Linked DNA regions of Pan troglodytes: region 2 is linked to region 1. A link is a contact called in public capture Hi-C data. All regions are on one chromosome and are shown on one strand. The core of a region is the stretch at or near the end of the contact, and the rest is flanking DNA. Distances in the headings are between cores, read along the strand shown. Region 1 overlaps DLGAP1 (DLG associated protein 1). Region 2 holds the start of LOC100615703 (a long non-coding RNA gene).

What was found. Capture Hi-C pulls out chosen DNA fragments and counts their contacts.
Region 2: a contact with region 1 is called in a capture Hi-C map of stem cell-derived neural stem cells, with 6 times the contacts expected there. The contact joins two enhancer-like sites. A contact is called at or near these places in 3 of 7 Hi-C or Micro-C datasets (induced pluripotent stem cells and stem cell-derived neural progenitor cells) and 1 of 1 other capture datasets (stem cell-derived neural stem cells).

The regions. Positions count from the first base shown.
Region 1 is chr17:27,217,296-27,225,244 of NHGRI_mPanTro3-v2.0_pri, forward strand. The region is part of intron 8 of DLGAP1 (DLG associated protein 1); the gene reads left to right. Among named protein-coding and RNA genes, the nearest start is that of TGIF1, 220 kb to the right of the region's middle. Within about 2 kb of position 4,951, at least 12 of the 24 cell types and tissues checked have an H3K27ac peak or open chromatin away from gene starts, as enhancers often do. A contact at or near this core is called in stem cell-derived neural stem cells, where this site is marked.
Region 2 is chr17:27,288,133-27,296,081 of NHGRI_mPanTro3-v2.0_pri, forward strand. The region is part of intron 8 of DLGAP1 (DLG associated protein 1); the gene reads left to right. LOC100615703 (a long non-coding RNA gene) reads right to left here and starts at 7,397. Exons shown (of 4, transcript XR_008540675.2): 1 at 6,643-7,397; 2 at 1-4,539. Within about 2 kb of position 3,484, at least 6 of the 24 cell types and tissues checked have an H3K27ac peak or open chromatin away from gene starts, as enhancers often do. A contact at or near this core is called in stem cell-derived neural stem cells, where this site is marked.

The DNA of each region.
Region 1 (7,949 bases), core at 3,701-6,200:
TGACAGTTTTGCGAAGAGCAGTGGGAGATTATTAAGCAGTTTCAATCAAGGGCCAAGCAAGCTAAACTTTTCTGATATTCTTAATAAGGTAAACTAAAATAAAACTAACAGATTGACCTTGATCTCAGTGTGCTTAGTTATGGGACAGTTAATGTTAGATGATTTACCAACCAAAGAAAGCAGGTTTTGCTTAAATGACAGCAAACATTAATTTCAGGATATGGTTAATACAAGCAGGTATAATCAGAATTGTGACTTACATTTAAGCACACTGGACTAGACATTAATTAGAAATTTCTCATAAAGATACCACAATATTATGCTTGATTACACCTGTAGAAAACAAACCCTTGAATTTTCACTTTAGGCTTAGAGAATAATCACCATTCTTCCAAATCCTTTGCCAAATGAAAATGAAAACTTCTAAGATGAATTTCTTTCTGCAGGGTAGAGATCACACTCATGTAAAGATTTAGCTGACAATTACCAGAAAAGAATTGGGGGAATAAATGGGAGAAACAGCTGTCCAGGAAGTTACCAGTTGCCAGATTTGCTTGTAATGCAGAGAAATTCCCAGGAAGTCAAAAAGTGTTCATTGGTGATTGCACGTCTTTTGAAATCGCATCAGAGGTCTCCATTTTCTAACCTCTTCTCTTGAAAATGAATATGTTTCCAGTCTCCCACAGGATGTATAATTTTGCATGATTGTTAGTAGCTATTGGCACCATTTATCTCTCTAGTCATCCACTGTTCCATTTTGTATTAAGTCTGAATATGCTTTGCACACACTTACACTTCAAAAGACGGTAGTTAAAACGATCTCACTTTGATCGTCTTACTCCAGCAATACAATTTTTAGGGGTTTGTTTTGTTTTGTTTTAAAACAATATACTCTTTTCCTATCGTCATAATGAAATGGGAAAGGTTCCCTTGTTCCCATCGCACACCCTATGTGGCTCACTTCTTCAGTGCCTCACTACTCATACCTCTAGGGGAGCATACAAACAGGCAGGCTGTAGGGCTCCCACCCCACGGCAGTGTCTAGGGGTGAATGTTTACAGCTGAAGCCCCAATGGTCGTGTGTCACAGGGTGTTCTTTTAGTTTAGCCCTATAGGCAGCTTGTGTTAGTTCAATTAGATCCTCTTCCTCATCACAAGGACAGAGGACTTTCTGTATCCGGGTTCTTGCCTTGGTGTACCGGAAGAATTGGATCACATGGGGGCTTGGATAATGAGTGGAAAGTTTTATTGAGTAGAAGTAGTTCTCAGCCGTTGAGGAAGCCAGAAGGAAGATGGCCTTCCCCTAGAGTTGGGCCACCCGCTGCCCGGCTCTCCTCTGACTGCCCCGGACAAACTCCCCCTCATTCCGCAGGCCGCGGGTCGATGGTCTGTCGCGGGTCGATGGCATCTATCCATGTGCGGGAGTCTATCGATGTGCTCTTCCGCAGACATGCTCTCTAATGACCAGACACATAACCACTTGTGTCTTCTTCTGCCGATGTGTTTCTCAACACGTACAGCCGCTTGTGTCTCTTCCTTACTAGGGTCTCGAATTTTTATAGGCCCAGGTTGGGGGTGTGGTGGGCCAAGGTGGTCTTGGAAAATGCAACATTTGGGCAGGAAGGCAGGAGTGCCTGTCCTCACCTAGGTCCGTGGGGGTAGAGCCCTAGCCAGGGACCACGCCCTCCTCTACCCAGCACTTCCCTTCCCCTCTTCCGTATCAGTTAAAGGGATCACGCTCTTCCCTTCCCAGCACTCCTTATCAATAATACGCAAGATTTTAAAGATGCAGTGCAAAATAAGAAAAACATCTGGAAGGTCTGGAACCCTAAAACCAGTCTGCGTTGTCTTTCTTAAAGACTGAAATTGTACAATATTTATTTTCATTTAACAAACTTATCACTTGTATTTGTCAGCCTTTGTTCAAAGATGCTGTACGAATATTAACATGTAAAATATTATGTAGAACATTCTATTGCTTTTTTATTATTTATTTATTTATTTTGAGACAGAGTCTCACTCGGTCGCCCAGGCTGGTGTGCAGTGGCGCGATCTCGGCTCATTGCAAGCTCCGCCTCCCAGGTTCAAACGATCTCCTACCTCAACCTCCCAAGTAGCACCTGCCACCTCGCCCAGCTAATTTTTGTATTTTTAGTAGAGACGGGGTTTCACCATGTTGCCCAGGATGGCCTCGAACTCCTGGCCTCAGGTGATCTGCCTGCCTCGGCCTCCCAAAGTGCTGGGATTCCATGCGTGAGCCAGTGCACTGGGCCAAGCATTCTATTTCTCATTTATGGTGGGTTTATTTGCCACCACTGCTTCGACTGAGGATAGCTTGGCACAAGATGTGAAGCTCGTTTTGAAGGCCTGAGCAGAGATTTTTTTTGCACAGTGGAGTCCAGTATTTTGCCAAAGGCACAGAAGAAAGTACGGAAGATGAAAAACTTTTCCCCAGCCTGGGCAACACAGTGAGACCCCCATCTCTACAAAAATTTGCAAATTAAAAAAATTAGCTGGGTGTGGTGGCATATGCCTGTAGTCCTAGCTACTTGGAGGCTGTGGGGGGAGGATCACTTGAGCTCAGGACTTTGAGGCTGCAGTGAGCTATGATCACACCACTGCACTCCAGCCTGGATAACAGTGTGAAACCCTGTCTCTAGAAAACATGGAAGGAAGGAAGGAAGGAAGGAAGGAAGGAAGGAAGGAAGGAAGGAAGGAAAAACTGTTCCTTTACCCTCTTAAGTTCAGTGTTTTGGGGGTTGCAAAAGAAAAGACAGGCTTCTGTTCATTATGTATGGGAGTTCTCAGGAAAATATGCCTCAAGGGGGCACTTACAATTTGGGGCTTATGTGCCATCTTAACAAGAGAAGGGGAGGAGGAGAAGGGCACTTAAGGAAAAATAAATTACTTTTAAGAAAGATCATGGGCCTTTAGGAGGATAGATGGGAGATGATAGTTTTGTGACAATGCCTGTTTAGGTGTGCTGTGGGCTTCTCTTTGGTATTAGAGTCAACTTTCTCTGGTTGCAGAAAAATCTGTGGGAAGGGATTTATGACAATTGAGTTTTGGGAGGAGGTTCTGCTTTGTGGCAGATAAGGGAGTTTAGAAATAAGCCTATTATCAAATGCCTTCAGCTCAAAATCATTTTTATGCCACAGTGGCATATTCTAGAGGAACCTGGGCCAAGGAAGACCACCCTTGGCCTTACTCCTGGAGTCATTCCGGCTCTGGCCTAGCCTTGGGGGTGGAACTCTGCCCTGGTGTGGACAAGAATGGACCCTCTCAGGCCCCAGCATATTCTCAGAGGTCTAGTCACACCCACCTGGAAGTGTCAGAGATGTACTTAATTCTAGGTTTGCACTGAGGCCAGGTAGAAACCGCAGTACCTGGAGCATTTCTTTGTGTTTTGGGGTTTCAATAGACTTGGCCAGGAACCAAGTCCAAGCCCTTTCAACATCACAGAATGTTTTTTAATCTTCCCTAGTCCACCGGAGTGGAAAACTCACATAGTTCTCATCATTCACAAACACTTAAAGGGTGTTTACTAGGTACTAGATGGTATATGCTACTATTATCAGCCTCATTTTGTAAGTGGAGGAGACAAAGAAAGGTTAAGAGGGTTTTCCAAGTTCACATGGATGGTAAGCGGCACAGTCAATATTTGTTGACTGTGAGGCCGAGGCAGGTGGATCGTTCGAGGTCAGGAGTTTGAGACCAGCCTGGCCAACATGGTAAAACCCCGCCTCTACTAAAAGTACAAAAATTAGCTGGGTGGTGGTGGCGCATGTCTGTAATCTCAGCTACTCAGAAGGCTGAGGCAAGAGAATCGCTTGAGTCTGGGAGGTGGAGGTTGCAGTGAGCTGAGATGCACCACTGCACTCCAGCCTGGGCAACAGAGTGAGACCCTGACTCCAAAAAAAAAAAAAAAATTGACAGATTAGCAACCGGGCACAGTGGCTCAGGCCTGTAATCCCAGAGCTTTGGGAAGCCAAAGCAGGAGGATCACTTGAGGTCAGGAGTACCAGCCTGGACAACACAGTGAGACCTCATCTCTAAAACAAACAAACAAAAAATTTAAAAATAAGAAAATTAGCAGGGTGTAGTGGTGGGCACCTGCAGTTGCAGCTACTACGGAGGCTGAGGCAGGAGGCTCCCTTGAGCCTAGGAGTTCAAGATTGCAGTGAACTATGATTGCACCACTGCACTGCAGCTTGAATGACACAGCAAGACCCTATCTCTAAAACAAATTTAAAAATTAAAAAAAAAAAAACTTTTTAAATTGACAGATTAGAATCTGATCAGTTTCTTTCCAGAGCTACTTGAACATCTCAGGAGATTCTGCTAAGGATGGAAAAGGAAGGAGTTTTAATTTCAAAGTTTCATTCCATGTCTTGTCAAACCAAGTCTAGATTTGCCATTTAGAACTGCATTCTCTGATCCTGTGTTTTAAGAGAGGTTTCTCCATGTAGATGAAACCAGGAGCTGCATCCTTCCTCGGACTGGTAGGTGTTCCCTGGGCTTTATATGTGCGGCGTAATAACAGCATGCAAACGCCAGGGGGCAATGCAGTTTCACCGAAGAATCCTAGGAAACTCGGGTCTGGCTTTGACTAAGAACATTGGCAGGATCCTGGGGCAAAGGTGAAATCCTTGCTAAAAAGAGTTCCGCAAAGGAAAAAATATGTTTAAAAATCCTTTCTTTGAAAGCTTCCTGCATTGTCATCAAAATTGCCCTTCAGTATTTGTGCACAGCTGGAAGTTTTGTGATATTATTTGCAAAAGATTTACTTTTCGTTTTTTCTCAATGCTGCTGCCTAGTCTTTCCTGGAAGGTTTCCTGGGTCTTTCTGCGTAGGAAGGATTATTCTAACCAACTCTCGGGTAGCCTGGATCACATTGTTAGGACTCTGTTGCGTCCTCTGCCTGACCGCGGGGCTCTCTTCCCCCGGTGCCCATTCAGCGCTTCCAGCTGCCTCTGCGGTTGGAGCCGGGCTCCCTTTAAGGTAATTCCAGTCTGGGCCTGTGTTTTGTTTCCAGCTCGGCAGCCGCCAGGTTTCTGCCCTCCCTTAACCTCCAAGGATGAGAGATCAAAGGTGCCCCTACATCTGCCTCCTGCCCAGCTCTTTAATCTGTTACATGTTCAAAAGGGACAAATGCAGTATTGTGCACTCAGGGAGGGAGGACAAATCAGAGAAGTGGAAATGGGCAGAGCCTCAGAATGTGTTAACTTACATAAATGATATGGAATATGCCTGTCGACATATTAGCCCTGCCACTGTAGAGGTGTTTTCTTCTTAAAAGAGCAAGAATATTATGCAGAAATGGAAATCCTCTTTTCTCCCTTTGGAAGCCTACTAAACCCATTTAATGAAATATTGTACACAGACCCATTTGGAGGTCACTATTAGAAATATAACGAGGTAAAACAAAATATTTTTTAAATTTATGAAATGGAAATTACAAGGGCACTTGTAGAGACCTGGGCTTATTTTATATGTGGCAAAAATGATAACTAATCTTTAAGCAGAGCAGATATATTTTAAGAAAGACTATTTCCAGCGGAGCATGTATTTTCCATATCCGTAGAGCTAAGTAGGGGAATGCATTTTAAAACAGGAATTCAGATTAGGTATTAAGAAAATAATACTGAGAGCAATGGTTATGGAAGGTACAGAATTTACCTAACAGCACTAAGGAAGCAGCAATTATTTCTTCCATTTTTAGAGGAAGGGGTTGGGGGGAGGGGGAAGAGCTCCTGATCTAGTAACAAATTGTTTCTAAACTTAAATTTAGAAACATTTTAAACAGTTTGAGCATCCACGATTTTCTTTAGACTTTTAGGAGAGCTCCCTAATTTCCAACTAAAGACATAAATGTGAACAGGCACTAATTACTTTTTTCTCTATGCATTCCTGCGCCCACACACCCAGAGGCTCTCTTGTGCTTCCTCTTCCCCAGCAGTTACAAAAAGGAACTCCAGCAACTTCAGTTGTGCTTAGCTGCCTTCACAGACAATAGCAAAGTAGGACCAGTGGCCTCATATTAAGTCACACTGTCTTTCCCAGTTACAATGGCTGAGAACCCAGATTTTCACAAGGTGCAAAGAAAAGAATATTGACATGGTTATTAAAAGCTATGGTGAGAAGGGAGTCTTTATCAGCTGCTTCAAATATTTCATTCACCTTCTTAACAAATATTTATTCTGCACTTACTATGTCCAGACATGGTGCTGAACTCGGGGAATTCACTGGTGATCAAAAGCAGTCTTACCCTTTGTTCTCATGGAGTTTACCATCTAGGGGTAGAGACTAGCGTCAATCAAATAATCACAGAGATAACTGCGCTGAAAGAAAGAGACTGTTCTTGTGGGAGAATCTACTGTAACAAAGGGATTAATCTAGAGGCTCAGGGAGAACTTCCCTGAGAAAATCCTCACTAGCTAAGAGTCAAAGGATCAAGAAGGGTGAGGGACGGCACGTGCTAATTCTGCATTCAATATTAGTAGAACTGAAAGGGTGATGTGGCTGGAGTACCAAGAGCTAAGGGACAGGGCACATGTGTAGTCAGAAAATGTATGCACAGCTGACTATGTCTGTCATCTGTTGCTACATACCTTATTACCCCAATGTGGAGCAGCTGAAAAACAATCATTGTATTATACCTTATGATTTTGAATCAGGAATTTAGGCAGGGTTCAGCTGGGCAATTCTTCTGTTCCACATTCAGCTAGAAGTTGGTGTATTGGTCAGAGTTCTCCAGAGAAGTAGTATATCCGTGTGTGTGTGTGTGTGTGTGTGTGTGTGTGTGTGTGTGTGTGTACTGACCCATAATTATGGAGGCTGAGAAGTCCCAAGATCTGCAGTCAGCAAGCAAGCTTGAAACCCAGGAGAGCCAATGGTATAGTTCCAATCTGGGTCCAAAGACCTGAGAACATGGAGAACAATTGTGTACGTTCCAGTTCAAGTCGAAGTCCAAAGGGAAGAGAAGACTGATGTCCCAGCAGAGACAGAGAATTCTCTCTTACTTTGTCTTTTTGTTCTATTCAGGACTTCAACTCATTGGACAAGACCCACCCACTTTAGGAAGGGAAGTCTGCTGTACTCAATGAACTGATCCAAATGTTAATCTCATCCAGAAACACCTTCACACACACTCGAAATAATGTTTGTTCAAATCTCTGGGCACCTCATGGCCCAGTCAAGTTGACACACAAACTAACCATCACAGTTGGGCTGGTCTTGAGAGTCCAAGACAGCATTATTCACATGCCTGGCACCTTCATTTCAATGGCTGGGAGTGTGGGCTCCTGATCAGTAGCAATATGGTAACTGTTGACTAGAGCACCTGTAATTGGCACCTCCAGCCTTGCAGCTTTAAGACTCCTTACATGTCAGTTCAGGGCTTCCAGAGACAGTTCCTATCCAAGAGATAGGAAATCTTAAGGTCTTAATGTCTGAGCCCAGATACTGGCAGAGCATCATTTCCATCATATTCTTGGTGACGGCCAAAGCAGTCCACAAGCCCACTCAGACCAAAGGGAATAACGAAGATGCCACTTCTCAATAGGAAGAGTTTCAAATAATCTGTGGTCATCGTTAGTCATCCATGCTTCAGCCTCTGGACACAAATTATTCACATCTTCTGTAAGGCAAAATATACTCACCCCTTCTAAAGACTTCAAAAACCTCATCTCAAGCTCAAGTTTGAGATTCAGGTTCTTTTTTTTTTTTTTTAGGGGGAGTCTCACTCTCCTTGCCCAGGCTGGAGTACAATGGCATGATCTCGGCTCACTACAACCTCCACCTCCCAGATTCAAGCATTTCTCCTTCCTCAGCCTCCCAAGTAGCTGGGATTACAGGCATGCACCACCACACCCGGCTAATTTTGTATTTTTAGCAGAGACGGGGTTTCACCATGTTGGTCAGGCTGGTCTCGAACTCCTGACATCAGA
Region 2 (7,949 bases), core at 2,234-4,733, 69 kb after region 1:
GGGAAGAGAATGGAAAAGATGAGTTAACACACACACACACACACACCCTTGCATATGTGAAGTGTTTATCTGTAAGACCACATCAGATTACTCCATTCTGGGCCGGGCGCAGTGGCTCACACCTGTAAACCCAGCACTTTGGGAGGCTGAGGCGGGTGGATTGCTTGAGGTCAGGAGTTCGAGACCAGCCTGATCAACATGGTGAAACCCCATCTCTACTAAAAATACAAAAGATAGCCGGCATGGTGGCAGGTGCCTGTAATCCCAGATACTTGGGTGGCTGAGGTGGGAGAATTGCTTTAGCCCGGGAAGTGGAGGTTGCAGTGAGCTGAGATCACATCACTGCACTCTAGCCTGAGCCACAGGGTGAGACTCTGTCTCAAAAAATATATATATCTATATATCTATATATCTACATATCTATCTATATATCTATATATATATGTATATCTCCATTCTGTAATGTATATAGACATCATTCCACACTGTGGAAAGAAACAGTACAAATCCCCTACCAGGGCCCTTACTACAATTATAATAAAAACGAATAAAAAGAATGTTTCTGGTCAGGCACGGTGGCTCATGCCTGTAATCCCAGCACTTTGGGAGGCCGAGGCAGGTGGATCACCTGAGGTCCGGGGTTCAAGACCAGCCTGGCCAACATGGTGAAACCCTGTCTCTACTAATACAAAAATAAGCTGGGAGTGGTGGCGCACACCTGTAATCCTAGCTACTCGGGAGGCTGAGGCAGGAGAATTGCTTGAACCGGGGAGGTGGAGGTTGCAGTGAGCCGAGATCGTGCATGCCATTGCACTCCAGCCTGGGCGACAAGAGAGAAACTCCATCTCATAAAAAAACAAAAACAAAAAAAAAGAGTGTTTCTGAGTACAGTGTGTGAATCACATGCATGGTGATGAACTAATGAACACCCAGAACTCCAACAGGAGACAATGTCAGAAGGATTAACAAATCTGACCTTGACCCTGGGCAACATAGTGAGACCCTGTCTTTACAAACAGTTTTTTAAAAATTAGCTGGATGTGGTGGTGTGCGCTTGTGGTTCCAGCTCTTCCGGAGGCTAAAGTGGGAGGATCGCTTGAGCCCAGGAGTTAGAGGATGTAGTGAGCCATGATCACACCACTGCACTCCAAACCGGGCAACAGAGCGAGACCCTGTCTCTTTAAAAAAAAAAAAAAAAATTGGCTGGGAGTGGTGGCTCACGCCTGTAATCCCAACATTTTGGGAGGCCAAGGTGGGCGGATCACAAGGTCAAGAGATCGAGACCATCCTGGCCCACATGGTGAAACTACATCTCTACTAAAAATACCAAAATTAGCCGGGCGTGGTGGCGCCTCCTGTAGTCCCAGCTACTCGGGAGGCTGAGGCAGGGGAATCGCTTGAACCCGGGAGGTGGAGGTTGCAGTGAGCCGAGATCGCGCCACTACACTCTAGCCTGACAACAGAGTGAGACTGTCTCAAAAAACAAAACAAACAACAAAAAACTCTCTGTCCTTGGAGCTGTCTTTCCCTTAAAGACGTGAAACCTCGCACGCCTCTCACCACTCCATTGCCACCCTCCACAGGTGGGCTTAGTTAGCACAGAGCTCCAGAACCTGAGATGCCTCTGAAGGTGGGAGTAGGATGGCATCCTTCTGCCACAATTCTAAAAGCCACCAGCCAAACTTGACCTTGGAAACTATTTACAGTGCGGTGATGCCACCTCTCCCTGCAGACAAATTCAAGTACTCCATTAAGGGGCGTTCCCCAGACCTTGCTGGGCATGCCCAGATAAGCCTCCTTTTCATCTGCAAAATTGAGATCCTGACTTCCTATGCAGGATTGTTTTTAATTTAATGAGACTATAGGTAAAGCACCTGGCTTTATTAAACACTCAACCAACGAGGAGGAGGATGGGGGTTTGTAGAGTAAATTGGTATAGATTTTAGTACTGACTTCACAGGTTCCTAGGTTCCTAGATTGTTTTTATTTAATTTTGGCAAATGACAAGTACCTAACAGAAAAGTAGTATTTTAAACACAGTCTTTGCTGGGCGCAGTGGCTCACACCTGTAATCCCAGCACTTTGGGAGGCTGAAGTGGGCAGATCACTTGAGATCAGGAGTTCAAGACCAGCCTGGCCAACATGGTGAAACCCCCATCTCTACCAAAAAGACAAACATTAGCCGGGTGTGGTGGCGCCCGCCTGTAGTCTCAGGTACTCAGGCTGAGGCAGAAGGTTGCAGTGAGCCAAGATCATGCCACTGCACAGCAGCCTGGGTGACAGAGCAAGACTCTGTTTCAAATAAATAAATACAGTCTTTAAGGGACACTTAAGGAGTAATGGAGGGGACCGGGCGCGGTGCCTCACGCCCTCAATCCCAGCACTTTGGGAGGCCAAGGCAGGCAGATCGCTTGACGTCAGGAGTTCAAGACCAGCCTGGCTAACAAGTTAAAACCTCATCTCTACTAAAAATACAAAAATTAGCTGGGCGGGGTGGCACGCACCTGTAATCCCAGCTACTAGGGAGGCTGAGTCAGGAGAATAGCTTGAACCCAGGAGGCAGAGGATGCAATGAGCCAAGATTGTGACACTGCACTCCAGCCTGGGTGACAGAGTCAGACTCCGGCTCAAAAAAAAAAAAAAAGTAATGGAGGGGGAAAGAGCCCTGGGGTCACTTGGACAAGTTCTTCTCTGGATCTATGTCCTTCTCTATCAGTGACAAAGTTGGATAATGACTGAGACAGAATTCTTTTTTTTTTTTTGAGATGGAGACTCACTCCACCGCCTGGGCTGGAGTGCAGTGTGGCGCAATCTCAGCTCACTGCAACCTCCGCCTGCCAGGCCCAAACGACTCTCCTGCCTCAGCCTCCCGAGCAGCTGGGACTACAGGCATGCGCCACTACGCCCAGCTAATTTTTGTATTTTTAGTAGAGACAGGTTCACTATGTTGGTTGGCCAGGATGGTCTTGATCTCTTGACCTTGTGATCCACCCACCTCAGTCTCCCAAAGTGCTGGGATTATAGGCGTGAGCCACTGCACCCGGCCCAAGGCATAATTTGTTTAAGCACTAACCCTGTTATCTGAGCATCAGTAAGGAGCTGGTATCCTTTCTGGGCCAAGTGGACTGATGTAAACAGTATTACACGGGTTACCCAGATACGTTTTTCTGTTTTTCCTTTGAAAACGGGGGTTTCGGGAGGGCAGAGAAAAGGAGGAGGGTGAAAAATTAAGTGCCTAACTACACAGACCAGGGGGGCCTGCAGCCTCCCACACGCCTGCTTTCCAGATCCAGGTAATTATTCCTCATCGTGCTGACACCAACAGGAAGGAACAGTGGATGCATTTTCTTTCTTCTTCACTTCACCATGCATCCTGTTTTCCCAGGTTTGGAGGTTTGAGCCGGCCTTGTGCAAAAGCTCCTGTACCAGGTCAAGCCCTGGCTCCAGGCCCTCTGTTCCTAGGGCAGTGGCAGCAATGGGCTGCTTTGGGGGAGGGTCAGCCTTTTCTCCAAAGTCCAGCGAGCCTGCCGGTGAACCAAGGTTACTGATGAATCCACGCTGAAGTCTTGGTGAGGACTCAGCCTGACCGGACTCTCATTAGATGGGACGGACCCTGGTTCATACACAGGCCACTCACTCTGCACAGCCACCCCACTTACTGAAGCAAGAAGAATTGGCAATAAGTGCACGATACCCTGGTCCCATCTAAAAACAACCAGCTACTCCACAGTCTCAGAGTCAGGGATGCTCAAGTGCTATTTATTCTGTTTACCAGACATATAGCAGCCGGGCAGGGAGTCTTCATAGCCTGTTGCGTCATGTGATTCCATTCCAGATTTTTCCTTTTATTCCTGTCTCCAAGGCCCCATTGTGCAGGTGCTACTAATTTTCATGAAATGATACTAGGAGGTAAAGAAAGTTCGCTGGTTCTCAGATATCCATCTGTGTGCAAACAGACAGAGTACAGAAAAATAAGTAGAATAACAAAGTTCCTAGTTTTGTGTGGGCTGAGAGTGAAAAAAAAAAGAATAACGAGGAGTGAAAAGAATGAAGAAGAAAAACAGCTGCACAGGAAAAGGGCAGTGTCACAGGTGCCTCCCACGGTCCTTTGCCGAGAGCCTGTGGGGGAGGCCAAGTGGGGAGAATGGGGGACATCAGGTGGACGACCCAGGGGACCAGCTGGTGTCAGAGAATGGTAGATTAGGATTTGGCCTGCTAGATCATGTTGGCGGCATTGGCCAACATCAAACACGAGGGGCCTCTGGTGACAGGACATGACACTGCACAATCAGAGATCACAGCGAATGGCTTTGCTGAGGTGTCCACTTTACTCCTGCCCCGATCACCTCCCCTTCCTGATTGTTAGTCCTTTTGTTTCTCCAGGAAGTCTCTTCTCATCCCTGTTCATGCCTTCGTGTAACAAGCATTTATCTCACTAGTACCGTGAGCCACGCGTGTGCTGTGGTTACATCCGTGGATCAGACAGACAGCAGTGCCTGATCCTGTAATTCTTCCATCCTTTAATTCCTTTCTCTCAGTCTGGCCAGAAAAAAAAAAAAAAGTTCTCCTAACAGAGAATATAGCAACAGGTTGCTGAAAAGTGACATCTGACAAGAAAGGAAAGCTGGTTGATGAAAGATTTAAAAGAAAAATGTCAGGCCGGGCTTGGTGGCTCAAGCCTGTAATCCCAGCACTTTGGGAGGCCGAGGCAGACAGATAATCTAAGGTCAGGAGTTCAAGATCAGCCTGGCCCACATGGTGAAACCCCGTCTCTATTAAAAATATAAAAATAAGCTGAGCATGGTGGCGGGCGGCTGTAATCCCAGCTACACAAGAGGCTGAGGCAGGAGAATCATTTGAACCTGGGAGGCGGAGGTTGCAGTGAGCCGAGATCGCACCACTGCACCCCAGCCTGGGTGACAGAGTAAGACACGGTCTTAAAAAAAAAAAAAGAAAAGAAAAATGTTCTTCCCTGCTCCTGGCACTCTCCCTGCCCTAGCCTCCTGCGCATGCTATCTCTCAACAAGACCCAGTCTGCCCCAACCAGAGGTGTTGCTAGACCAGCTGCCCAAACAGGAAACCTTATATAATTCTGTAACCCTGACCTTGGGCCTGAATCTTCCCCTTCTGTAAACAGTCCATTCAACCCAGGAAGACCTGCAGACCTGGTTGGGACACATTTTGAAAAACACACACATTGTTAAAAATGTTGAAAAAAGTCCCTAGGTCTAAGAGGAAGTGTTCTGTCTGACTCAACAGTAGAAATCACTTCACATAAAGTAATGGAACAAATGGAAATTTAATCCTAACAGATGTAACTGCCAGGGCAGTCACTTGTGTACACGGATGACTTGATTGCACCTGTTGGAAAGGCTGGGAAAATGAGCCGTGAAATCCTGATCACATTCCCTACTGGAAGCAGCACTCCTGCCTTGCAAATTAGTAAGCCTGATGTTCTCAACATCCTGACTTCAACATGTGTGCCCTAGTTCTGTGCGGGCCATGACTCACTTTAGCTACTGGTCAAATGATTCTTACTCAGAGCCCTAGGTTTCTAATCTTTAGTGTTAAGCGGTCCAGGCACATACTAGCCAAATGTCCGTCTACTTACTTTTTTTTTTTTTTCTCATGCCTGTTTCCCAGTCTGTGTCCTTTCAAGATACTCCCTTGAAATGACTGATTTCAGGCAACAACTGGATTTACATATGGTCGCCTTCAACTTCCTGTTTAACTTACTGCCAAACTTCAATAAAAGTCCAGATTAGAAGTTTTAGACCTCAGCCTCTGGCCCTGGGCCTTCTGAAATGACCTTCCTCCAAACACCATTTAATTTCCGCTAATTTAGTTAATGAATGGAACTTCCTGAAGACAGCAGTTACTTTGATCTGAACCCCTTTCCTAGTTTCCAGTTAACATAGCCAGAGGGAGACAGAACGGGTGCCCTCTTCTCAATGGGTGCCCTCTCCTCCTGCGTGGCTGGAGCAGCTCCCAGCTGTAGTTATTCCTCTAAAGCAGAGAGAGCTGCAGAAAGCAGTTCCCAAAAGGAAGAAGGCAAGTTACAAATACTGCCGTTGGCATTTTCGTGGGTGTTTCCCGCCACATAGAGATAAAAGCTTTGAGGTGGGGCTTTGAGGCACACTCTCTGGGTAGCTGGGCCTGCAGTCTGGAAATCCTAAGTAATCCTTGCAAATAGGCTAACTGGAAGCCAGCAATACAAATGAGCAGTGCTTCTGGCCTGAGAGAAAGGTGTCTGCATTCAAAGTACAACTTCAGATAAAAATGGAAAATGCCAGTCCCACCCTGCAGGAATCCTGTTTCTGGGCTGTTTACCCTCACTGCCATCCACCCTACGCTTGGCTGTGACTAGGATGTGAAGAAAGAGATTGGGTGGAAAAGGCTACCGCAGTTCTTGCTCCGTTTAACTCACCACCTTAAAAAACATGGCCTTGGCTGCTGCTTTAAAACAACAACAACGAAAATCCCCAGCCCCAACCCAGAGGTTTAACCCTGCAGCTAAGGTGAAGTTTTTGTTAAGGTGATAAGGTAAAAAAGGACGCCATTCTGAGCCTTGACTTCCACTCTTCATACTTTTCGGAAGACAAGTCCAGCAAAGACCTCCACCCCTTCCAAAGAGCGACTTACCTCGTAGCTGATCCACAGATTGCAATGTACAGATGTGATGTTCCAGGCTTGGCCACAAGGGGACACTCGAGAGTAGGACTGCCCGCGTCAATGTTTTGTTTTTTACAGACTTTTGGTTGGGAGGGAGGGAGGGAGGGGGGTGTGGGAGTGGTGGGGGAGATGCTGGCTTTAAAAAAAAGTCCATTTGTTCCCTGAGATTGTGCCACTTGCCCTTTTATAAGTCAAAGGTTGCCACGTTACCTGTTGCCAGGTTCCTGAGAGTGCTTGGGGAAAATGTGGGCGAGAGAGGCACAGCACAGTCCTCCGGCTTGGTAGGTTTCAAGCTCTTTTGACTGGGCTGGCGCTGACATTTGCAGGGGCAGCTGCTGTGGATTGCCTGCGCATTGTTTGGTTGTAGTTCTAACAGAGGAGTGGCTGCGTCTGACATCATTTCCAGGCATTAAGTGCCTGGGGCTTTTTTTTTTTTTCTTTAATGACTAACTTTCTGATCCCTCCCTGCCTGGATTTTTGTACAGTACATGCACTGTGCAAAACAGCTTCCACTCAGGAAGCCCAAGTTTTGTAGCAACTTGTTAAAACAACTTCGGTGCCTTTTAAAAAAAATAAAGTTGTGACTCTGAAACAAACCTTTCCATTCTTCCTCCTTGCTGAGAACAATGTTGCGTTTGATTAGCAGCGCAGCCAGTGCTTTCTGAAAGATCTGTTCTCCCCAGAAGAGGCGGCTGCTATCAGTTGAATAGATCTCTAAGCCAGACATGCCGAGGCTTGGGGCATTTGTCTGGCGTTAGGAAGTGTCTGGAATACTAGCAACTACCAACTGGCGTGTCTTATGACTACAGGAATTATTACACTACCCTCCATTTCATTCACATCCCCTCTCCTCCCCTTACACACACACAAGCATATTTTTTTCTACTTTAAAAAAAGTTGAGCGAGTCATCTTGTGGTTTCCGTGGAGGATGTAACTGGGAGAGAAGACTGTGGGATACCTTGTGCCTCCCAGAGGGGGGCCGGGAATCATGGTGTATGACCCACCCCCAACAGCCTCTGATCTCTGCCTTCTCACCACTGACCGCCACGCTTTGGGTGGCCTTAAACGTGAAGCTGTAAATATTTTGAAATAAGGTAGTGATTTTTCCATGTGCATTTTGTTTTGTGGCATTTCTCTCCTTCTGCAATATTTTAAAAGTTGCAACTGTGCACCCCTTGTTGACCACTCCAAATTCATTCATTCACTGAAACTTAAGAGTTCCTGCAGAGTGAGGATGGCTGTGCACGAAGGAGTCCCTCGTGGAAACCACGGTGCT